Regions from separate parts of the Gossypium hirsutum genome. Here region 1 is linked to region 2. A link is a contact called in public Hi-C data. All regions are on one chromosome and are shown on one strand. Each heading gives the region's core, a stretch centred on a gene start, on an enhancer-like site or on the middle of the called end of the contact. The rest is flanking DNA. Distances are from core to core; before and after follow the strand shown. Region 1 holds the start of LOC107960074 (zinc finger CCCH domain-containing protein 15). Region 2 holds the start of LOC107956978.

What was found. Hi-C and Micro-C count contacts between places; a contact is called where the count stands out from the background.
Region 1: a contact with region 2 is called in a Hi-C map of leaf, with 2.2 times the contacts expected there. The contact joins the promoter of LOC107960074 here to the promoter of LOC107956978 in region 2. A contact is called at or near these places in 7 of 34 Hi-C or Micro-C datasets (anther and leaf).

The regions. Positions count from the first base shown.
Region 1 is chrA05:55,629,382-55,632,081 of Gossypium_hirsutum_v2.1, forward strand. LOC107960074 (zinc finger CCCH domain-containing protein 15) reads right to left here and starts at 1,394. Exons shown (of 3, transcript XM_016896286.2): 1 at 1,226-1,394; 2 at 464-1,100. The coding sequence starts at 1,069.
Region 2 is chrA05:54,932,024-54,934,723 of Gossypium_hirsutum_v2.1, forward strand. It overlaps LOC107956978, which reads right to left and starts at 1,447. Exons shown (of 2, transcript XM_041112579.1): 1 at 922-1,447; 2 at 1-377. The coding sequence starts at 1,422. The coding sequence ends at 285.

The DNA.
Region 1 (2,700 bases), core at 144-2,643, 700 kb after region 2:
CTCGGCACAAAAATGTGAAGCCGAGCTTCACCTTTAATTCATCATGTTATTTGGATTTTTCAAATTCTTTGAAGTACTAACTTATCCCCCGAGTTCTGCCTAAAAAGCAAAAATAACTAACCAATCATCTCTAAAATAGCAGCCAATTCATTGAAAAACTAAAAATAAATAAGACTAGGACGTCAATACATGATACAAATTAATTAAAACAAAACAAGAAAAAATATATAAATAGTACTCATTAGCTTATTAAATATAAAACACCATAAACACGATTATAGTAGTAGAAAATGACACAAAGGACATAAATTGTCACATTATAATTAAGTTTATATTTGATGCAATGGTAGACTATATATATATATTTATATTTATAACTGCTACAACATTAATCTAGCTCAAGAAATAAAAATATAGCATTTAGGAATTTATATCAACAACAGAGTAACAATAATAAACTCACCGCTCCACTGAGTTGAGAGGCATTTCCAGACCGAGTTGGTCCCCGATATTTACGACGACGACTCACACCAGCGTTTTGACTGTTTTGACTACTCATCATCTTCAGATATCCATTAGACCTAACAGATATGCTCTTAGGCAACATAACCCTCTCCACATCCCCAGCACCTTCCATCATGCTCGTCGGACACTCGTCAGAAACCTCTTCCTCTCCTACGCCCCCACCGTCACTACCGAGACAAAGCCCTTGAAACTCATTCAGCAATTCGTACGGCGTCGCGCTATAATCAGACGTTGCGAAGTGGTTCTGCATAGAGGCTTGGATCAGTGTGCTGAGTTGCTTGCTGAGGTCGCGGTTTACAGATCGCAAAGCAGTATTCTCTTGGCGGAGTGCCTCCACTTCTTTAGAAGCTTCGTGGAGGCGCGTGAGGCAGAGATTATGGCGGTTGATCATATCTTGATGTTGTTGCATGACGTGACGGGGATGGTAGAGATCAAAGAGAGAGGTGGCAGCGACAGCTGAAGGGGAGTAATCTCCTTCGTTCCCCTTATCTTTTGGTTGTTTGGCTAGGACATCGCCATAAAGAGTTGAACCGTCGCCTTGCATTTGCAAATGAAAGTACACAAGCTTGAAAAAACTTTTACAGCAAACAGAAAAAAAAATTAAAATGCAGAAAATAAAAGACCAAAACACCAGAAAAAAACGATTGAAACAAATAGAAATCGAGTAAATTAATTTGATGCTAATTAATTTGATGCTAACCTGAATCTCTGAAAAAAGCCTCTGAATTTATTTTCTAGGATTCTCTCTTTAGTGCAGCGATAGTGAGAGATTTCTTTTTGTTTTGTTTGGGGAGAGAGAAAATGGGAGATGAAAGAATTGGAGGGAAAGGAAGGAAGGGAGAAACTGTTAAAACAAACACGTAACAGAATTTTACCATTATGTCCACCTTTTCACTTATTTTTTACTCGGTTCGCCCCTATGTTTTCCTCCATCGATTTTAACCTTACCGTACCACTTAATAAGGGTATTTAAGCCATTTAATTAATCTAATTAGATTTTATTTTCATGAAAAATTTTATGATTTTCTTGTTCTGTGTTTGAAGACGAAAACCTCGGGTGATTAGACAGGACGTTTGATTTTGATCAGGGTATTTTGGACGGTGCACAGTATTTTGTAAAATATATCTACATAAATAAAATGCCAACCAAAATCTTAAATTTTAAACTCTTAAATAGATATTTAATTTGATCAAAAAATTATGAAAATATTTTTTTATAATTTTAAAAGTTATATTATTTAAAGGTAGTTTAATCTTAATTTTAAGATAAAACCAATTAAATTGCTAAAACTTTAAATTTACAACTCAATTAAAATTTAATTTAATTTAATTTAATTTTATATATTTTTATTATAATATACACAATTTATTATCTCTATCAATTGTATATATTAATAATGTTATTCATTGAATTGGTGTCACAAGTCAACTCGACATTAACTCGTAATTGATAATAAAATCATTATAAATAATTGTAGTGCATTTAGTATTGTTTATATGATGTATACATGTATTTAAATTTTGTTTTACTCATAATTTAATCTACTTTTTAATTTTAATGCCATACAAATTTCATGTGTTATTATGATAATTAATTAATCTCAAACTATATATTTTATTATTTATTATATATTATTTTTAAAAGTGTTTTAAATCTATGATTTCCATGCATACCTATATAACAAGATTTCTAATACTTACTGTAATGTATTTGACTGAATTCATGTCACAAGCTAATCAGACATGAACTCAACTAGAAAATGACTAAAAACTCCTCTTTTCACAAAGTAATATATATTATTATGATAATATTTTTGTCTTTTATATTTTATATAAAATCTATATAAATTATTTAAATAAATGTATAATAGAATTTAAACCTTAGAAATCTTAATCTTCAAATCCTCAACTTTACCAATTAAACAAGTATTTTATATTTTATTGATATAAGATTTAAGGCATATGTTTTTTTATACAATATTTAGAGTTAATCTATAATCCCAACACAACCCATATATATGAGGATAAATGTGATTTAGCCGTTCATATTCCTTTTCTTCTGTAGAAGAAACAATGCCGATGCCCACCAAGTTAAGAGTTAATCAATATTTAAAGTGTAAGTTAATTGATTTAAGAAGAAGCGTTAAAGTGTAAGTTATTTGATTTAAGAAGAAG
Region 2 (2,700 bases), core at 197-2,696:
TTCCAATGTTTGTATCGATCCAAAAGGCTTCACCTTTTGCCCTTTATATCCAAAACTAAAGTATCTTTGGTAATAAAATTGGTGTGTACCTTTGACCTAAAACATAATATGCTGCTTCTTACCCTCGACAAATAGGATCATTGTTGTCTATTCTGTTTCAATATCTCTTGCTCCTCTCTTGTCTCGTCCTTCAAGGCTATCAGTAGTCTCTTCCTCGAGGCGATCTGGGTTGTACTTTCCCATAAGCAGGGTCAATTCCTTTTCAAACCCTTCCTCAAGCTCAATCAGCTCTTCCCAATACTGCTGTGTGATTGCCAACCTTCGGTCTTGAGGAAACTACGGAAGAACCAACACAGAAGAAGGCTGAATGGAAGAACCTAATCAAGGAAAAGGAGGAGATGGTAAATCACTGTAGATCAATGGCTAAAGTAAAGATAGGCTGCAGAAGGAAATTCTAGAGGCAAAGAGAACTGTATATAGTGCACTAGTCAAAACTACAATGATCAGCTAATAAAAGAAAAAATGTATATAGTGCACTGGTCAAAACTACAGGCTTTTCTTGTAACAAACAATCCCATTTAAACAAAGACTCACTAACTCAAAACATAACCAAAGATTCCCATCACTAAAATCACCACCAACAATTTGCCTCTTTAAACATACTAACAAACTATCAATTCCTGTAGCAGAAACATCAATCATTTCTTTAACCCAAATTAATTGTTCCTTTACCGAATCAACAAGCTTTCCATACAATTTATTAACAATTCCAACAAGTAAACTTTAAAGCAACTTATACCTATCAATGACAATAGCATGTAAGTGCTTAATAGGGTTCGATTAAAACAATACTCTTGGGGATCTGGGATAGTTAACGAAAAAGGGGGTCTTAATTTCGATTGAAGAAGGTCAAAAGCTTACCTTGTCAGTGAACTGCTTCACTCGATTCAGCACCGATTTAACATCTGGGTGTTGGATTGTTAGCCCTTTCCTTTCATACCGAAGTCGGATTTTCTTGAGAAAACTGAGAAATCTGGATTTCAAGCTGTGTTTTTGTTGAGAGAAAATTGAAACTGTTGACCCTGATTTTAGCCGGAGCACGAGGATGAATTTGTGGAGGCTAAGAGGACTGTTCGCTGGTAGGTAAAAATTTGGTGGCTTTTGATTTGAAGTTGAATCTAGGTTCAAGCTTAGATAGGGTTGGAAATGATGCTTCGGACGTGAAAAAGAGGGAGAAGGTTGGAAGGAAATGGGAATCAGAGGTTTAAAAAAAAGAAGAAAATGCTCAGATGAGAAAGAAATGAGAAGGGTAAAGATGAAAACTTTTAATGCTGAATTGGTATTCCGTGGGGGGAGGCATGAATTGTAAACGGTGATTTTGCCTTGAATAAGGCTGTAATGAATAGGTCTGTAATAGCCCATTCAGCCAACCAAACAATGTAATAAGGTTGAGCCCAAGGAATAGGGCTGTAATGCTAAACCATTACAGCCAACCCAACAAGCTATAAGTGTGTAACAACTGTTTTTCAGTGGTACTAGAAACCGTGGTTTTGAAATCTCATTTTTATTAATATTTATGATTTTATTATTGTATTATACTGATTTTTGGTCTAGTAATTTTATTACACGGTTAGTAATTAGGGTATAATGGCTAAATCATAATAATTGTAAAAGTTAATTACATTTGATTTTTAAGTGTTAAAGGCTTAATTAGTAAACATGCAAGGATTTACATAGCAATTATGCCATGTCCTATTATAGTGGATGGTTGGAGCATGTATTTTGACTTTGTTTTGTTAATTATTAAGTTAAATGAATAAAATGATAATAATAACAGTAAAAGAAAAACCTAAGCGAAAGGAAAGAGAATTTTTATTGTTATATTTCTCCACTATTTAAACTCCGTTGAAGAAGAGAATAGAAAGCTTCGAACTCTCCTAAGGAATCAACCCTTGCATATAAGTCTTATTTGAGTCTGTTTTTCATAAATTTTATGTTTTTGAGATCATTTGTGACAGCCCTAAATTGACCCTAGTCGGAAAGTGGTTTCGGGACCACAAAACCGAGTCATGAAAATAATTAACCGTTATATTTGATGCTTATTATATGTATATAGGCATGTGTGAAAATTTCATGTTTGAATTTTGTTAATTGTAAGTGAATTTTGCTAAATAGGACTTGTGTGAGAAAATTTAGAAATGTGCTAGGCAAATGTTAAAGTGGCCTATTGATGCATGTTAGAAAATGTTTGTCCTTGCATGTCAAATTACCCAAAACTTAGGATGGTGGCCGGCCATGCTATGGGTTAAAATGTATTATAAACATTTTATGTTAGTGTTTTATGTTAGGAATAATAAAATAAAGAACATGGGTAATAAAATAATAGTGGTTAGTAGGAGGAGAAACAAAAAAAAATTAGCTAGGTTGCTCCTCCATTGCCGTGAATTAAAGGAAGAAAACAAAGAAAAAAAATGTTCATCTTTAACATCCCTGGCCGAAAATGCTAAGAAGAAGGGGGAAGGGGAAGTAAAATATTTGGCCACTCCTTCTAGTCTTGAATAAGGTATGTAATTCATGGTAGCTTTTGGAATTGTTGAATGTATTAAGCTAGTTACTAAGTCCCTTAGTTAGCCCATGTTCAAATTTTGAATCTTGTTGGTAACATGAGCAATCGGTCATGAGAAAATGTTCAAGAAATGG